Linked DNA regions of Mus musculus: regions 2, 3, 4, 5 and 6 are each linked to region 1. A link is a contact called in public HiCAR-type, HiChIP or PLAC-seq and promoter capture Hi-C data. All regions are on one chromosome and are shown on one strand. The core of a region is the stretch at or near the end of the contact, and the rest is flanking DNA. Distances in the headings are between cores, read along the strand shown. Region 1 holds the start of Snrk (SNF related kinase). Region 2 holds the start of Fyco1 (FYVE and coiled-coil domain containing 1). Region 3 holds the start of Rpl14 (ribosomal protein L14). Region 4 holds the start of Sacm1l (SAC1 suppressor of actin mutations 1-like (yeast)). Region 5 holds the start of Lars2 (leucyl-tRNA synthetase, mitochondrial). Region 6 holds the start of Ctnnb1 (catenin (cadherin associated protein), beta 1).

Region 1 (2,987 bases), core at 365-2,864:
CACAGTGTCCCTGACTAGTGACAGTTCCCAGAGGGCAAAGGTCTTTCAGCAAAAGAGCAGATTGTGCAAGACCTAGTTAGGAGCGGTTGCTCAATGTGTGTCTAAATTAGAATCTCCCTGGCAGAGCTTCTAAGATGGCTCAGCAGGTGGGGGTGCCTGCTGCCTCGATTGCTAATTCGAGTTCCATCCCTAGGACCCATGTGGTGTCAGACAAAGAGACAGAGCTTTCTCTTCTACAGGTTGACTTCTACATGGATGTTGAACATACACACACACACACACACACACACACACACACACATGTAAAAAAATAAGAAAGAGAGACATGAAGAAAGAAAAAGAAAACATTTCCACGTCAAATGACACTGTCCTTTCATGATCCTAAGTCAGGTGGGGCCTGCGTGAGCAGAGGCCAATGCTGGGGTTTTCCTATGTGCACTTTGCCACCCAGGGCTAAAGCATTAGGATAATTGAAGGTCTAAGCACACATTTCAGCAGAAGATCGAGACCACCTTCCCAGTCATTCTGCTTCCCAGCCATCTTCAGGCATGCGAAGTGGATGTTGTAGTATAAATAAATAAATAAATAAATAAACAAATAAATAAATGAAGGGAGGAAGGAAGAAGACTTGCCATTTTCTGACCAACAGAGATGGCAAAAGCCATTTAGATTTTTTTGTCCAGTCAGTTGAGTCAGGCTTGGACATGTAAGAAGCTCATTCTGCTTGTGTGTGTGTGTTTTTTCTTCTTCTGTGGATGCAGGAACACAGAAGGAAAAGTAGGGGAGAGAAACCTGGCACCTGGCTTCTTTTCAGGAGCCCCAGAGGACTAGTCTCCATGGCTCATTATCCTTCCAGGAGATAGAGCTGGGAGTTCCCTCCCTCTTGTCCTGCCACCACTAACATCCCTTTCTGAGTCATCTTGGAACAGAACCATGAACAGCCAAGTTAGTGCCTGCTGTGTACTTCTCCACGTTGTTTCTCAGAGGCTGCCTGGCCTGGCCAGTGACTTTTGACTCTAGAGGCAAGCCTGCATTCAGGTGTTGGGCTTTGCTTCTTTCTGCTTTAGTGGTAACAAAAGCAACAGAATTCTTCAAATGTATTCCCAGAGAGAAGAAAAAGTAAAGAAATGTGTATGTATATATATATATATGTGCATATGTGTATGCATGCTTGTGTATATATGATACACACACACACACACACACACACACACACACATATATATATATATATATATATATATATATATATATGCACGTGCATATGTATATTAATTTTGTTGTCTCTCATTGCTTCAAGCTAGATGGGAGATAGGGTGAACATTGATGGATAAAGCGCATGTGCTCCTTGCCCTCAGCCCCAAGATCTCTTCCAATATCCCCTGAAAGCTATAGCTCTAGCTGCTATGCCTGCTGCCGCTGTCCATCGTCCTGGCGCTTCCTTCTGCATAATCTCTATTCTTTCCAGAGTAGGATGTGCTCAGGCCAGGGCCAGGACGCCCTCCAGTAGACCCTGAGCTGGCCTGCAGGTGCGCCGGGTTAACCCCGCCCCGCCCGACCCAAGGCCCCGCCCTCACACAAGACCCCACCCCATCGCTTTCGTCACGATGACGCAAGGCCCGCGCCTGCGCAGCGCGGCCGCACCCCCGGCCGCCCGCTCGGTATTATGATTAGCCCTGGGTGCGGGGTTCCGGCGGCCGGGAGGGAGTTGTCGACGCCGCGGCCGCTGCGGACGGATGCCCGCCTGCCGGCTGAGGTAGGGCGAGCGCGGCGCGGGAGCGTGGGCCGGGTCTGCGCTTCTCCTCAGCGGCCGCCTTAGCGGGGCTGGGCTGGCGCCGCCGCAGGCGGAAAGTAAGTTGCGCGCTCGGCCCGGGGTGCCCTGCGCAGAGGACGCGGCCCGCGGCACCACCCCGGCCCCGAGCTCGCCCGGCCTGCGGGCTTCGCGCAGCCCGGCCCGGCCCTGCCCTTGCGGCCGCCGCGGGATTGCGGCAGCGCGGGAGTCGACGCGGCCCCGCGCCGCGCCCGCAGCGGGCCCCGGGCGACGCGAGATCCACGGGCCTCAGTTTCCCCGTGGGCCGCGAGTCCCGCTGCAGAGCCGGGCGGCCGCCGCCTCACGATAGCTCGGGGACGCGGTTGTCTACGGAGAAGGGCGCTCGGCTGCGGAAGGGGCAGCGGTGCGGCTCCCCGGGGACTGCTCGGATTTTTTCGCGTTAGGAGACGCTGTTCTTTTCCGTAGACATCGCCTGTTGATTTCTTTCCGAACCATTTGCAATAAAAACAAACACCTTGTTGCCTTTTGCTTGGACTCGGGAGCCAGGAGAGTGGCAGCCCTTTAAGCTTAGGCTTCCTCCAGCTGTGATGTTCTTAAACAGTGGGGTCAGCTACAACCTAGGAGCTTCGCTGTGAGTTCGGGTCGTGTATGCATTGGGGAATTTCTCTCCGGGGTTCCTAAGACTGTAGAAGTCAGAGGCTGTAGGGCCTCTGGGCTGTCAGGTTTCTTACTTTCCCTTCCGTTTAAATGAGCGTATTCTCCAAGTCTTAGGAGCCTTGGTGAAACCACCTGGATGCTTGAAGTGTTTTGTCAGGTTTAAGGTGAAGTAAGCGATGGACCTACAGGTGTACAGCTCTTTCTGCTGAGTTTCCAACAGATTCCTGTCCAGGGTCAAAAGGCTCAGTTTGGATTCTTTGTAGGGATTGGGACACTGTCCCAAATTGATCCCTAACTTATCACAGTTCGTATCGGTGCAGTCTGAAGCCCAGGTTGTCAAGGATTATGTAATCAACTTGTTAATTTCTAATCTTGTTACAGTGTTTTCCAGATTTATAAAACCATTCCCTTCAGAGAAATCTGTCTTCAGCGTCTGGTTAAATATTTCTCTTGGAATTGGGTTCTTGAAGACAATTCTGTATGTGTGTTAATTAAACATACTAATTAGACAAGTTTCTTTCAGAGAACATCAAATACATAGCAATTTTTCTGGCTGTCA
Region 2 (2,987 bases), core at 334-2,833, 1.7 Mb after region 1:
CTAAGGACTGACACTTCTTGAGTACTCTGTGTTCTGGAGGCAGCAGGCCTCCAGCCTCAAGGACTAACATAAAACAAGACCACCAGATGTTTGTTATTGATGATTTTGCTATTACAAGTGGTGTCTTTTATCTCACTTCAAAGGACTGGGCTAAACACTTGGCACTTAGCCATGCTGGCTAAGGGGCAAAGGAACCTGAGACCATTTCCAAGTTCTAAACCAATTACAAAAATAAAGTAAAATATTAAGAACACACACACACACACACACACACACACACACACACGGTACTGCAGGACTCTGTATACGTTATCTATTTTCTTAATAAAATAAACAATTTTCAAGAAGTGATACACAAATATGAACATTAAACAAACAGATAAATTCTGTCTCCTAAAGCTATAGTTTTTTTTGTTTTTGTTTTTGTTTTTTTCAGATCCTTTTAGGTAAAGGAGGCTGACAGTCAGCCCTGGGCTGATTTCCAGGATAACAATCCTGGCCCATAATCAGTATTCTGCATTTCAACACAGCAGAACTGGTTGTCATAGACCGAGAGTGTCGGGGCAGCCAGGAGGTTGCAAAACTAAAAGTAGAAACCCACAGCTCCCTTCCCCCAACCCAGCAACAGCAGCAAGCAGATGGCAGAGGAATTAACCTGCTTCAGACCACCATTGCTGAGAGAGGCTGTAAGTAGATTAAGTCCTGAGCCTCTGCCCCATTTCTGTCTGGAAAGGAAACCACCTGTGTTAAGTCAAACAATCATAGGGACAGAAAGAAACAAGTGCTGTTTTTTCTGCAGGAGACAGCCCAGCCGTGGGAACTTTGCAGAGTGACACAGAGAATCATAGCATTAATAGGAAGCTACTTGACTTGGCTTAAGTGTCAACTACATGTTCTCTTCTTTTATGCAAATAGGATGTCGCTCCGCCCTGCCCCCCATCCGCAGCCCAAGCCTGGGTGCCAACAGGACAAGCTACCACACCAGATACATTCAGTCGTCCTACAGGTGTTTCCAGAAACTTGACCGCAGAGCCCCCTTGAACTATCTGAGCATAAGGGCAGCGGGTCAGGTCAGCGAAGATACAAAAGGAACAAACTGTGTCTCCTGGACCGAAGGGGCGTCAGGAGTCCTGCAGAGAGGAGGGTTTGGCTTTCTGGGGATCAAGTCCCAGTGCCCGCGAGAACTTCGGGGTTTGGCTGCTGTGCCAGGGGTTCGGGGAGAGCTGCCGAAGCTCCGCCTCACAGGGCGGCCCCCTTCTGCCGGCTCCGATCTTGGAACAGTGTTGAGGGTCTTTCTACGACCCCGCAGACAGCCTGCGTATTGGAGCTAACCTCTCTGGAGAGAGGGTTCTCCCGAGGCGCCCTGTGTGGGAGGGGACGACCCACGCCCCCACGAAGCTTCCGCGCCGACGTCCAGAAAGGCCCCAGTGTCCCCGATGCCTGTCCGGGCGCCTGCGGCACTTACACGCTCGTGGGTCCTCCGCTGGGCAGAAACGAAACTTTCTAGGGCCGAGCGGAAGAGTAGGCGAGCACAGAGCCGACTGCCATGAAGCGCCCAGTAGCCCCAGAGCGCGCGCGGACTACAACTCCCGGCATGCCTCACGGATGGCCTACAACTCCCGGCATGCTTCACGGATGGCCTACAACTCCCGGCATGCTTCACGGATGGCCTACAACTCCCGGCATGCTTCACGGATGGCCTACAACTCCCGGCATGCTTCACGGATGGCCTACAACTCCCATCGGGTGCAACTGGACGGTGGACGCTAACTACGACTCCCGGCATGTCTCACGGCAGACGTCACTTCCTGAAACTCGAACAAGCTTCGGATACCCGGAAGTCGTGTGTAGAATCCTGAACGAGTGCTGTTTACTGTTGTTAAGCTCATGCATTGTGACCGATTGGCTTTGAACTGTGCATGAGCTGTAAATATAAAATAATGTGCCCGATTCCGAAACCCCCCAAACAATCTGAGAATAATCTCATTAGTATTTTTGTACTATTACGTTTTATTTATGAAGCTAAAAAAAAATGAACTTAGTATGTACTGCTGGACCTAAGTTCTCAGTTTTTGTTTCCCCCTCATTAACAGACACTTAAAAAACAGTGTTTGAAAATATGTGCTAAAGAACTACCATGCTTAGCTTCCTCAGTCCCGTGTTTGCTTGTTGCTGAGTTGCAAAGCACCCTGAAGCCTGGTGCAATAGAACACTGCATTCCAAGTCCAGTATGGATGAACATGCTAAAGACAGGGGACAGTACATAGGAATGTCAGCCCATGATTAGGTTCGCTTCTTAGCTCTGGCTGGCTCCTCACACTGCCTTATTTTCATCATGTTAGCTAGAAATGCTTGTGTACCTTACAGGACTTAGCTAATAGTGGCATCTGCCAGACTTCAGCATTCCAGGTTCTCAGGATAAATTCATACAGGAAGGAAAAGAAATCTTTTAAGTTAATTTCATATTTTATACTGGAGGTATATGAGACAACATATTAACTTGATGGAGTTGTCAGTTTGTGGATGAGGATAAAAAAAACCTCACGAAGAGAAATGATTCCCCTTTCTGTTAACAAAGGAAAACAAAAAAAAGGGAAGAAGTGGGAGGAAATGACATCAGAAATAAAGATTTATCAATAGAGTGAACTAAGAAAAACTTGCTCTGACTACAGCCTGAACAGCTTTGGGATGTTAAGATTGAGAGTGTGAGGCATGTGGAAGACAACCTTGTGAAGGAATATGTGGGGTGGAGAGCACTGTGCCACAGAGTCCTGATCTGCTGTACATGGTGTCAGATCTAAGATGGCTCCCGGGACACCAGTGAGACAGCAAAAAGGAACTAAGGTCAAGACAGTGGCTGCTTCTGAGTCTTCACAAAAGTCCCTACAGGTGACAATGCTCGCCACACCCCTTCTCTCTGAGTTACCTCATCAGTCACAGCTTTTATTGGGATATGGTGAGATGTAGTAAGTTATGCTTGGCCAAGG
Region 3 (2,987 bases), core at 136-2,635, 1.5 Mb before region 1:
AGCTCATAATCTTCTGTTAACTCCTGTTCCAGAGGATGTGATGCCCTCTCCTGGCCTCTGCAGGTACTAAGTTTGTTTGCGCTTGGTGCTCACAAACACCCATACACATAAAATAAAATAAAATAAAATAAAATAAAATAAAATAAAATGTCTGAAATGGGGTTCGTTCAGAGCCACAGAGATGACTAGCAGTTGAATGCTTTCTTGAGTTCTGTTTCCAGCTCATTCATAGCTCTAGCTTTAATGGCCTCCAAGGGGACTATTCCTCCACACACATAAAAGAGTATGTAAAGTGCTTAATGTTGTAAAGGCCTGAATTTGGATCCCCATCACACACATGAAGAGTTAGGAAGAGTTAGGATCGATGGCCTGCAGTGGTCATCCTGGGGAGGTAGAGACAAGTGTGCCCCTGGGGCTCAGTGACCAGCATGCCTATCTGAACTGGCAAACTCTGGGTTCAGTGAGAGGCTGTCTCATAAAGACCGGAAGAAGAGTGACTGAGGAAGGCACCCAGTGTGCTCCTTTGCTCTTGTTTACTTGACACAGCTAGGGTCCTCTGGGAGGAGGGAGCCCCACTTGGAGGAATGCCTCCATAAGAGGCATATCTGTGAAATATATTCCCTTTCCCCCGCCCGCCTCCCCCCACCCCCCGGCCTATTTATTATATGTAAGTACACTGTAGCTGTCTTCAGACACCCCAGAAGAGGGCGTCAGATCTCACTACAGATGGTTGTGAGCCACCATATGATTGTTGGGATTTGAACTCAGGACCTCTGGAAGCGCAGTCAGTGCTCTTAACAGCTGAGTCATCTCTCCAGCCCTGTGTCTTTGGACTTTTAAGACAATGTCTCAGTATGTCTCCTTGGTAGGGGAAGCGGCCTTAAATCCAGATTTGCTTCCGCCTCTGCCTCCCGAGGGCTGGGATTAAGGGCGAGCGCCAGCACCCTCGGCTGTGTCTTAATTATATCCTGTGTATACAGAAGAAAAGGGAAGTGGGCTGGGGACAGACAGTTCATCCTATGAGTCCTTCCTATCCCTAAAGTTCTCAGGAGTGACCGCCCTGTCATGCCAACATTTGGGAGACTGAGGCAGGAGCATTGCTGCGAGCGAGCCTGCTTGGATTATACAGTGTGGAAGGCCTACACTAAAAGGCCTTGTCCCCAAAATCCCAAACCCAAACAAAATAGAAAGGAGAAATTACAACGCCAAGCTCACTGCACGTGTCTGAGGAGAAGCAGTCCATAGAGAGCCGGAACCGCCATGTCATAACCCAGTGAGCATGCGTAAAAGCACGCACGTTTCCCCGTCGACCAATCGGTGGGCACGCTGGACGTCGGGGGCGGGGCTTCTGCCGACACATGCGCACGGCAGGGCGGGCCCTCTCTCTTCTCGCTGAGCGCCGCCAACATGGTGAGTGTGTGTGCCGAGAGCTCCGAGTGCGGCCGTCGCGACGCCCGTCTTCTGCCCCGGGCGGGGGAGCCCCGGCGTGGAGTGGCTCTGCGCGACCCGGCCAGCGCGTGGGGAGGCAGCGGGGCGTGGAACCCAGCCCGCAGGGAGCGCGGCTCGCGTGGACCGCACTACCGGGGCCACGCGTGCGCAGTGGCGGGAGTGGCTGGGCCTGAGGTCCGGGGATGGCGGCGCTGCTGCGGCCTCGGACCTGCCCGGCGGCCTGGCTCCTCATGAGCTCCCTTCAGTTCTTTTTCTCCGGAAAAAGCGAACCGGGGAGTGGTTCAGTGGATTGAACGATGAATTAATTGTATGAGAACTAAAGGAGTATCAAACATGGGTAAGAGCGGATCCAGGGAGCTCGTGTGCTGGGAAAGTGGCCACGGGATACTTGAAGTTAAAAAATGCTGGCTACTAAGTTCAAACTCGTCTCCCAGGGCGGCCCCGAGCCCTGTGTTGCCGGTAAGCAGCGGACTTGGAATATTTAAAGCCAACCCTTGTTTCTTTTCCTGTTTTAGGTGTTCAGGCGTTACGTGGAGGTTGGCCGGGTGGCCTACATTTCCTTCGGGCCCCATGCTGGAAAGCTGGTCGCAATTGTAGATGTCATTGATCAGAACAGGGTACGTGTGGGACGGAGTATTTTACAATCTTTATTTAACGTGGCCGTAAGATCGACAGCACCGTAGATGTTACTCAGGGTAGCTAGAGTGGTCCTTGGGTGGAGTTCTTTAGATTACAGGTTTACCATTGAGGAAACACTGGCCACGGAGTTTGAAGCACTGGGTAGAGTTAGCTCATCTTACAGCACTAATTCACCGGGTAAACGAGGCAGGCAAATGCAGGTGAGTTTAAATGAGGTAACTGAGAAGACTTCAGTGAGCTGGAGGTGCGGCTCTGTTGGTAGAGTGCTTGCTAGAGTCCCTGGATTCTAAAGATAGATGTGGCTCCTGCTACCTCAGGCTCTGGGAGGATAAGGTAGGAGAAGCAGGAGTTTGCCACTAGCCTGGGCTGCTTGACCTTGTCTGAAAATACCACAGTGGAGGCTTTTAGGATACTGGGTTCACAAACGTGCATTTTCTTCATTTGAATGGTAATGTACATTTCGTCCAGAAAGGGCTAGAAATTACGTAGAGGTTACAGCCATCTTGAACTTTAGATGCCTGTCTGAGGTCCTTGATTTTGTATCCTAGGCTTTAGTGGATGGACCCTGTACTCGGGTGAGGAGGCAGGCCATGCCCTTCAAATGCATGCAGCTCACTGACTTCATCCTCAAGTTCCCACACAGGTAACACCTTGTTCTAAGTTGCTTTTCAGTTTGGTGCCACAGTCTATATATACACGGATAATACAGATGGTTTGGAGCCAACCAAGGAAAGGGGCCTATATCTAACAAACAGACTTACTGACTTAAAATTGCCCAGGTCGTTTTGCCATTATGAAGTTCCTGTTTGGGTCCCGTGTCTCCCCCCCCCCCACACACACACACACACAATAAGTTCCGTGAAAATGTCTGCTCTCATATATCCAAATTGGCCCCAAAT
Region 4 (2,987 bases), core at 280-2,779, 1.4 Mb after region 1:
AAAGGCCCACTGTCTTATATAAGACAGCCTCAGTCAGTCTCTCTTTCTCTTCCCCTCCCCCCTCTGCACGTACACACATCACACACACCCTTCAAAACAAAACACACAACAAAACAAAAAAAAAAAACCCTCATTTTTTTTAAGTGCTAAAACTGACAACAATGCATATTAATGATCTCAAATCTCAGACAAAAAATTAAAGAGCAAACAAAAAATACTGTTAGCTGGGCAGTAGTGGTGCGTGCTTTTACACCAGTATTCAGGAGGCAGAGGCAGGGATCTCTGAGTTGGAGGCCAGCCTGGTTACAGAGCAAGTTCCAGGACAGTCAAAACTACACAGGGAAACCCGGTCTCGAGAAACAACCCACTATAACTTCATTAAAAGCAAACTAAATCCTCAGAAGTGTAGAAGCCTGGTATGGTATCTTGTACCTTAAATTCCAGTACTCTGGAAAGCAAAGGCAGCCATTTGGCCTGGTCTATATCCAGCAGTATGGACTGCAGGAGTGAGCCACACCCCTTGGTCCTTGGTCTAATTCTGCCCCAATAATTTCCTTTATCTGATACAGTTTTAATAAACTCCTGGGGAGTGGGGTATGTTTTCTAGGACAACTTAATCATGGAGTGACTGGTTAATGAATAGGCTGAGCCCTGCTCCCGATCCACCTTCGTCACATCTGTTTCTGGCTATCTCAGGTCTTACGTAAAATGTTCATGTACTCGTTTTTCTGGGCCTCTTACTGCGAAATCCCCGAATTTTTAAGGTTTCCTTGTGCAGTGGAGGCTAGGTCGGCTTTGCAAGCGGAGCTAGCCAAGGCCGCTGTACCAATCATGAAGAGCAGAAGCTACGCCCTTCTCATGTCAGTGCCGTCTGTGTTCTACCAGCTAGGAGCTTTCGGTGAGATTTTTCCGTCATCGGGTGGGAAGACATTGGCCACGCATGTCCCTGTCCCTGATTGCAAACCTCCACTCTCAAGAGTGTTTTCGTAAGAGTACATTTCCAGACTCCTGCGCAATTTTAAGAACAGGGGAGCTAGGAAACTTGCAAACCGTTTTAGGTAACTCCGGGTTTCAAATACAGCCAAGAAGGTATTATTTTTTCGCAAAGCAACATTAAAACGTAAGACATTTGACCTTGACAATCTAGCTATGATCCTTTTCAAGCAGGCCTTCCAAGGTTCAGGAAAAAGATCGCACACGTCGAGCCAGCCAGGAGTCGAACCTAGAATCTTCTGATCCGTAGTCAGACGCGTTATCCATTGCGCCACTGGCCCGGTGCTGAGGAGGCCTCCTCCACGATAAGTGATCTCCAATTACACAGCTTCACTATGCTTCCTGCTTCTAACCTCAGTCTGGTCGGTTTGTTGAATGTCGCGACTCAGTGCAAAGCTACCGGGACTCCGCCTTTCTCTGCAACGCGTTACACCAATCCCCAGAGGCGACGTCACGGCGTTCTTTGGTCCGCTCCAATCCGCGCATCGGAGGCGTGCCTCGCAGCTCACTGGTTTGTCCGCCGCCGGCTCCCGTGCTCGCCCGAGAGGCGGACCCGGGAGGGGGTGGGGCCAGGCCGAGGCTCCTTGACCACCGCGCCTGGGGAGCGGTCGCCGCGGAGCCGGGGTGGCAGCGGGCTACACTGCGGGTGGAGCGAAGAGGAGGAAGCTGCACGATGGCGGCCGCAGCCTACGAGCATCTGAAGCTGTGAGTCCCGCGGGCTGCGGCCGCTGACAGGAAGGGCGGAGGGGCGAGCGGGCGCCGAGGCCCGGGAGTGTGCGGCCCGCACCGGCCGAGCTCGCGGGCTGGGCTTTCCCCGTCCAGCCTGGCTGCAGCGTAGGCCAGTGTCCCGCAGCCTCGCCCGCCGCTGGACCTGGCGCGGTGAGCCGAGCCGCAGCCCGCAGCACCGGAGGCTGCAGCCAGCTTTCCCTGGGTGGCCTCCGGGAGAGGCCTTTTTCACCGGGCGTGCTCTGACGTCCGCCGGCAGAGCTAACCTTTCTCTTGGTTTCAGGCTTTCTGGGCCTGGGAGTCTCAATGACGGGTCCTTCTTAGGGCGCAGCAATAATTTAGTCAGATGTCCTAAGGGCCGGTCGAATTTACTGTGCTTATTCCAACAGACTGCGTCGACAGCTACAGTAGGCTCGCCTCTATTTTGGCGTAGCAATGTTGAGTTTTGGCAAAGCCAGGACTTGAGGTTTTGAGGCCCAGCCACTGGATGTTTAGAGGTGCAAAAAAAAAAAAAAATAGACATTTATAAGCTCTTTGGCTCGTCCTGGGTTAGAGGAGATGGGGGATAATTTCTCTTGTGTTACCCTCAGCACCTACACTCCTTGTTTGTGAATAACTTCGCCCTAACCGCTTTAATAATTTACCACGGTCTGGGAATGCCTTTAGTAGCAGAAGCAAATATAACTTTCGAAAAGCCAAGTTAAATTATCCTGTTAATTAGACATAGACATCCCAGTTCGTTTGCAGGAAACAAATGTAGTTTGGGTACGCCCAATGAATAACTGAAGGTGTAAAGTTATGAGTCCAGAATTTGGAGGGAGGCCATCTGCCCAACACTTTTCATGTTTTGCTGTGTTCACCCTTTATGCCTCTTCTGCTTGCTACATACAGTTCTCTTTGAAAAGCCCAGCGCCACCCTTCCTTCCACATTTCTTTTAATTAGTTTTCCTTTGTAAAGTGAATAATCACCTTATTGGTGACAGTTGAAGCAAAGTGTACTTACTGGTCTATGTCCGGCCCGAGTCACATGTCCTTTACTGGCAAATTAGGTTATTGTCCACCTGATAGTTGTTGAAGGGCTGAACATGATCTTACACTAGGTCTCAGATGTGTTTAAGCAATTTGGAGTCTTGCCTTGAAGTAGCTCGGCTTTCGGTTACAGGATATTGTTGAGTTTTCCTGCATCGAAGAATAATTGAGATGGATAACTTGAGAATTAGGAAGATTATTTTTGAGCTGCCCAGGCACTGAGTTTCACCAGGCCAGAC
Region 5 (2,987 bases), core at 127-2,626, 1.2 Mb after region 1:
ATGGATCTAGAAAAAAAAAAAAAAACCCCAAGTGATGTAACCCAGAATCTGAAAGATAAATATGGTATGTATTTACTTATAAGGGGATTTTAGGATTTTAGCCATTAAGTAAATGATAATCAAGCTACAATCTAGAAACAGAGAGGTTATGTAAAGAGGAGGGGTCTTGGGAGACATAGGAACCGACCTGGGAAGGTAGATTAGATTTTATGGGAGGATTGGGGGGGTGGGTGAGGATGGGAGGGGGTTGTGTGGGGGGAAAGAGTATGGGGAGAGTCAGCTGAAATTGAAGGAGGGCACTTCTGGGGGTGGGGGATGGGAAGCCAGTGCAGTGGAAACCTAGTGTGAACTGTATCAGGGCAATGGTGGCACAGAATTGGTTTCCAGGTGAGGTTTGATGCTGGTCTAGAACAACCTGGTGTTTTGAGCTTTAAATGATCAGGAGACTGTTTTTGTTGTCGTCGTTGAAGTCTTGGAAATGGACAAAAGCTTCCTATGTTTCCTGGGTGGCACACAGAATGAAGTTTTATTCTGTAGGAGTGTACACCCCTGCTGGTCTCCTTATGGACTGCATTGACCCATGTAAGGACAGAAACTAAGATGGAGATTATACATACAGTGACGGGATGGATTGTCTGTGAAGCTACAATTGATTTTAGCCCTGTAGGAAGAGATGGCACTCAGACATTGTTTCCCCCCTCCCCCCCCACCCCCCCGCTATTACTGGATAGCAACCATTTTGCACTATTTGCAAATCTCAGTACACTTCTCACATGTGGCCTTAAAAAGATTCTTCCTTTAAAAGATAGAGTGTAATTACACCATTGTTCCTTTGCAATTCCTTGATTTATTACAAGGCAAGAAGCTCTTGCTCCATGCAGTGCGTGCTGGGCGATGGGGCACATTAACCCCATAAGGAAGGAGGTCAGACAGCTTGTTTTCCTGTCAGTACATTTTGTTCCCCGCTCTACTCCGGGCTAGGTAATTCTCCTCCTGGGGCTAGAAGATCACCTGATATGATGGATGAAAAGTGCTTCAATCCTCACCAGGCCCATAATGGATCAAAAAGTCAGACAAGCCAGCCCAGTAGCAGCTTCTGTGACGCTGAGATTCAAACCCTGGCCTTGAACCACCCCAGAGCTCTTTTAACCACCTGTCACTTCATCCTTTAGCATCTCCCTCGTTTCTGTTCTAATTGTAAGACCGGGACAATCCGGTAAGCAGAATTTGTACCGATAGCAGGCGTAGAGGGCGAGGCCTGGGCGGGGTCAGCCCTGGGCGAGCAGCTTGGGGGCGGAGTCAGCGCTGTCTCTCCCGCATCTCGCCTTTCCCTCTTGGCTCCGCCTCTCCTGTCTGTGTCCGCGGCCTCCCCTTTCGATAAAGTTGTTGTTTTGCCAACATGGCGGCGCCCAGAGTGACTGGCTGGGTCTTGCTCGTGTAATGCTTGGGGAACGAGGCAGAAGGTAGCAGCTGGCCAGACAGAGCCTGAGCGCAGAAAGCCCCGCCTGGGGCTCAGGAAGACGAGAGACAAGCCCCGCTTAGCCCCCGGAGCTGAAGGTGCGGACAGGCTCGGGAGTCCCGGGACCTTGGAGTTTGACAAAATGGGAAAAGCTCCGAGATTCTAGTCTATAGGCTCTTTCAGCCATGGACCCTGTTGACAGCTCCGGACTCTTGCTCGGAGAACGCACATCTTCACATGGCTTTGTATTCGAATTCTCCTCTACTACTCACCTCCCCCCGGGTGCCTGGATCTTCTCTTCGGGGTTGGGGGTTTGGACCCAGAAAAGGACCATCAGTACTACATCTTTGGGGGACCCACAGTATTAATTAGGACCCGCAGGTCTTCACAAGTCGCCTGGATCTTAACAGGCTCACAGCTTACAGAGAAGGTGGAGTTCCAGATACGAAATAACTTGCCTGAGATCCTGCAGGAAATTAGAAGTAGCGTGTGTGTGTGTGTGTGTGTTTAACATTAGTATTTTACAAGACATGTCTGCTGACATTTGTGTTTTTAGAAGACATGTTTGTTGGGGTGAGGTGTGTGTTAACTTACTCGTTTTGTTTGTATCCACACCAACCTCTGCTAAAATGGCTGCTTTTGATGCCAGGAAGAGGCAATGCCTATTAAGACTTCAGTAGACAGGTACTTGAAATGGCCCAGAGCTGTGCCTAGTAAGTAAAAAAAGAACAGAAGATGGTTGAAATCTAAAAGTTCTGTAAATTCATAGGCATGAGCACAGACAATTTGTTCTTAGTCTCTTCCCCTAGTGGAGAGTCTGAGGGTGATCTTGGACCTATGCCTAAGGGTTTGGGGTTTATTTTTATTTTTTATTTTGCATTGCTCAGGATGGAACCAATGGCCTCAAACAGTGTCAGGGAATTACTCTACCACTAAGCTATATCTCCAGCCCCCACATTTACAGTATTTACTTGTTTTATTTTGTTTTTGGTGCTGGGTATTGAACTGATGTGCTGAGCATCTGTTTTATATATCTAGTCTTTGGATTTTCTTAACAAATCTGCTTTTGTTTTAAGACTTGTTTTTAATTGTGTGTGTGTGTGAGTGTGGGTGCCCATATAGGCCAGAGGCATCAGATCTTCCTGAAGCTGGAATCATAGGCATTGTGAGTCACCCACTGTGAGTGCTGGGGACCAAACGGGGATCCTGTACAAGAGCGGTGTGCTCTCTTAACTGCTGTGCCATCTTTCCTGCCTCTTCTTTATTTGTTTGTTTAAAGACAGAGTCTCGCTGTATAGCCCAGGCTTCCCTACAGCTCATGGTAGCCCAGGTTGTACTGGAACTCTTGACAGTCCTCCTACCTCAGCCTCTCAAGCTACTGGCATTCCAGGTGTGAGACATCACAGTTTCTTAACTCCTCTGGCATACATACATTGCCAAATTGCTTCAGAGGTGTTCTTAATTTGCATCTACCAATAGTGTATACACATAATTGTTTTCATTAAAACTATAAGCAAGATATTTAATT
Region 6 (2,987 bases), core at 180-2,679, 1.2 Mb before region 1:
TATCTTTTAGATTTGTCAGTGGTGCAGGCGCTTCTTAACGAGTTTTAATAGTGTGCCCTTTAAAAAAGAAGCAAAATTGGGACACAGAAAAAGAAGCAAGTGTCAAAAAGAAAAAAAAAAGAAAAAGAAAAGAAAGGAACCCCCCCCCCCCCCAAAAAAAAAAAGAAAAAGAAAAGAAAAGAAAGGAAACCCCGGACAGAGGTGAAGTCAGCTATCTAATTTTAAACGAATCGACCAAATATTCTTTAACTCTGCATGTGACAATTAAAATTAGGGGTTGGTAGCTGCAACCACCACTGGTAGGGCTTTGGTAAAATACCTTTTCCTGCTCTATCTCTCTGAGTTATGGCAGGCCAAGTCAGCCCCAGCCAGCAGCAGAGTTTACTCTCCGGAAATCCGAGCAGAGCTGCAGAGGGGAAAGGTCTAGACAAAGGCCCTCACTGAGCAGCTCCAGCATGGTGGACTGTGGTGGTTCACAGAGTTACGGTGATATGTCTTTAAGATAGAAAATTGAGTCATTTAAAAACTAAGCTGGCCCTACAGCACCGGCCCTGCCTCAGTGATGCATGGGCTTCCTGCCAGTACCTGTACATAAGGACCTATTGTTTACTTGCGTTAATTACAGCGCTGGGATGAAAGAAGGCAGTGGGGCAACTTTCCCTGTTGCCATTGTTTGGGAAGAGACGTGAGCTCAGAATAATAGGCTGGAGACAGCCAATTCACCCCAACTGCTCCAGTTTTGACAAGTGCCAATCGTGAAGGACAACAATGGGGCCATTTCCAAGAGAAGATCCAACTTCACCCTATTGTCATGATTTGGGGGGGGGGGAGCTCTCGAAGGATACAAAATTAGTTTTGAAAATTTAAGAGGTTACCCACAGGTCCTCTCAGCAACACACTCGAGTTTCTCAAACAATACAGAAAAATCGCTGTCCTTGGTCCCCACGCCTGGTTCTACTGACCCAGTGAGTCTGGGTAAGATGGGGTTTCTAGGAATCACGCTGGTGAACGCAGTGGTGGAGCTGAATCACTTGTTAATAGATGTTCGCAGACACTCTTGGGGACTCCAAGGCCTCCTGGGGTGGGGAGGAAAGGTGGCTGGGCCCCAGGTTCCCTGTCCGGATTCCAGAGGCACAGCGGGAAGGGAAGCGGGACACTCCTGGGAGCGGTAAAGTGTGGTGGGGTCCAATGGTGGTTCAGGGGTGTGGCGGCCGGTGCACCGGTGATGGCAGCCTCGAACCTGCGCCGTCCGAGGCCGCACTCCACCCGGCCCGCGGCGGCGGCCCGCTCTCGATTCCTTTAGTTTCCAATGGAGCGGCGTCTGGACGCCCCGCCCCGGCTCGGCCCCTCCCGGCGGCGCACGCGCAGAGCGACTCGGACTGGCGGGGACTACTTTCCCCGGCCCGCCCGCGCCCCGCCCCTCGTCCTCGCGCGGCGGAACGCTCCGCGCGGAGCGGCAGCGGCAGGATACACGGTGCCGCGCCGCTTATAAATCGCTCCTTGTGCGGCGCCATCTTAAGCCCTCGCTCGGTGGCGGCCGCGTCAGCTCGTGTCCTGTGAAGCCCGCGGCCCGGGGAGGCGGAGACGGAGCACGGTGGGCGCCGAGCCGTCAGTGCAGGAGGCCGAGGCCGAGCGGGCGGCCGCGAGTGAGCAGCGCGCGGGCCTGAGGTGCGGCGCCGCGGCGGGCCGGCTCGCGCCGCGCCAGCGGGAAACTTCGCGGGCCGGGTGGCGGCGGGAGGCCGCGGGGACGCGCGGGCTGGGGCCGGGGCCGGGCGGGCGCGCGCCGGGAGCCCGGATGGACGGCTGGCCGCCGTGGGGGGTGGGGACCGCGGTTCGCGTCCGGGCTGGGGCCGCCGCGGGGGCGGGGTGGGCGGGGGCCTCGCCTCCGTGGCCCGCGGAGCCGGGGGGACGCGAGACCTGGCGCTCGTCCCCTCTGTCCCTCGTGGAGCACGCACAGACAAATTTTTTTTTCTCCCTGCAACGACCTGACTGTGAGTTTGAATCCAAACAACTTTAAGCCGTGGAGTCGCCAAACTTGGATGCAGCGGGCGGGATGCGTCAGGAGCGTGTTCTCGGAGGGTGGCTTCTTGGACTCGCGTGGGGTTGGTGGCTGCGGGGCCGAGGTCCTGGCGGGAATTTGGGACCGTGGACGAGTCACCGGCCACTCCTGGTGTTGGAGGCGGGGGGGGGGGGAGGTGCGCGGGATCCGAAACCTGGGCTTGGGGGAGGGGGACTTGCCCTTAGCCAGTAAGTGTGGGGTCCGCTCCAAGTGTTTCTCCCCAGCGCGTTTGCTTTCTGAGCGAGACGGAGTGGCCGGAGCGCGGACCGCCAGGGCGTGGGAGCCTGGCGACTTGTTCTGAGTGTTGTTTGGGGGACCAGACTTGGAACCGACGCTCCCAAGTTCGGTACCCCAGGCCCGCTCCGGTGAGCCCGCTGGCTGCGGGGCAGCTTTGTCTCGGGCTCGGGTCTCCAGACATCTGTGGGCTCCCCTCCCCCGCGCCCCCCGCAGCCCCCCTCCCGGGGCCTGAGCTCTGAATGGAGAGCGGCTGGGCTGCTGGTATGCGGAGGTCGGCGAGAGGAAATCGAGGAGTGGTTTTAGTGAAACGAGAGCTTTGTGCCATGAATAATGGTGGCTTAGACCAGACAGCAAGCTGAGGAGACGGCAGCTTTGCCTTTGATAAAGTCTGCCTCATGTTTTTCACATGGCCAAGTTGTGAAGCGTTTTGTCTGGGATTTAGGAAGCCATTTCGCTATTTACTTGAGGTTTGCAGATGTCTCAGTGCAGTCTCTCCTCGTCCCGGGAAAGAGCTTGCTTTCTTGGTTCTAATTTAATGTTGCTTAAGCTTGTGGCCTTTGTATTTCGGTTTTGTATGTCCGGCTCAAACTTTGAGTTAAGGCCCGCAGTTACATTTAGTTCACTTTCACCTTAAACATTCAGAAATCCCCGAAATTAAAATGAAGTGCCTCCAAGGTTTGTTTGAGAACGC

Evidence for each region. Promoter capture Hi-C pulls out the DNA fragments that hold promoters and counts their contacts. HiCAR-type assays count read pairs that join an accessible place to other places. HiChIP or PLAC-seq counts read pairs in DNA pulled down with a chosen protein or histone mark.
Region 2: a contact with region 1 is called in a promoter capture Hi-C map of pre-B cells, with 4 times the contacts expected there. The contact joins the promoter of Fyco1 here to the promoter of Snrk in region 1. A contact is called at or near these places in 2 of 39 promoter capture datasets (embryonic stem cells and pre-B cells).
Region 3: a contact with region 1 is called in a promoter capture Hi-C map of pre-B cells, with 2.5 times the contacts expected there. The contact joins the promoter of Rpl14 here to the promoter of Snrk in region 1. A contact is called at or near these places in 2 of 39 promoter capture datasets (liver and pre-B cells) and 1 of 115 datasets of contacts at active chromatin or transcription factors (pancreatic cancer cells).
Region 4: a contact with region 1 is called in a HiCAR-type map of astrocytes, with 5 times the contacts expected there. The contact joins the promoter of Sacm1l here to the promoter of Snrk in region 1. A contact is called at or near these places in 1 of 39 promoter capture datasets (pre-B cells), 2 of 484 Hi-C or Micro-C datasets (CD4 T cells and erythroblasts) and 1 of 115 datasets of contacts at active chromatin or transcription factors (astrocytes).
Region 5: a contact with region 1 is called in a promoter capture Hi-C map of hippocampal neurons, with 5 times the contacts expected there. The contact joins the promoter of Lars2 here to the promoter of Snrk in region 1.
Region 6: an H3K4me3 HiChIP or PLAC-seq map of pro-B cells shows a contact between it and region 1, with 6 times the contacts expected there. The contact joins the promoter of Ctnnb1 here to the promoter of Snrk in region 1. A contact is called at or near these places in 1 of 39 promoter capture datasets (pre-B cells), 1 of 484 Hi-C or Micro-C datasets (erythroblasts), 1 of 115 datasets of contacts at active chromatin or transcription factors (pro-B cells) and 1 of 9 other capture datasets (adipose tissue).

What each region holds. Positions count from the first base shown.
Region 1 is chr9:122,115,652-122,118,638 of GRCm38.p6, forward strand. Snrk (SNF related kinase) reads left to right here and starts at 1,615. Exons shown (of 8, transcript NM_001357775.1): 1 at 1,615-1,756.
Region 2 is chr9:123,850,316-123,853,302 of GRCm38.p6, forward strand. It overlaps Fyco1 (FYVE and coiled-coil domain containing 1), which reads right to left and starts at 1,584. Exons shown (of 18, transcript NM_001110253.2): 1 at 1,466-1,584. Xcr1 (chemokine (C motif) receptor 1) reads right to left here. Exons shown (of 2, transcript NM_011798.4): 2 at 2,000-2,987. It overlaps Gm51700 (a long non-coding RNA gene), which reads left to right. Exons shown (of 2, transcript XR_003948283.1): 1 at 1-686; 2 at 916-1,648.
Region 3 is chr9:120,570,132-120,573,118 of GRCm38.p6, forward strand. Rpl14 (ribosomal protein L14) reads left to right here and starts at 1,386. Exons shown (of 6, transcript NM_025974.2): 1 at 1,386-1,410; 2 at 1,965-2,066; 3 at 2,637-2,731. The coding sequence starts at 1,408.
Region 4 is chr9:123,528,224-123,531,210 of GRCm38.p6, forward strand. It overlaps Sacm1l (SAC1 suppressor of actin mutations 1-like (yeast)), which reads left to right and starts at 1,530. Exons shown (of 20, transcript NM_030692.5): 1 at 1,530-1,698. The coding sequence starts at 1,667. It overlaps n-TRacg2 (a tRNA gene), which reads right to left and starts at 1,274; the gene lies at 1,202-1,274.
Region 5 is chr9:123,365,551-123,368,537 of GRCm38.p6, forward strand. It overlaps Lars2 (leucyl-tRNA synthetase, mitochondrial), which reads left to right and starts at 1,377. Exons shown (of 21, transcript NM_153168.3): 1 at 1,377-1,557.
Region 6 is chr9:120,931,971-120,934,957 of GRCm38.p6, forward strand. Ctnnb1 (catenin (cadherin associated protein), beta 1) reads left to right here and starts at 1,430. Exons shown (of 15, transcript NM_007614.3): 1 at 1,430-1,668.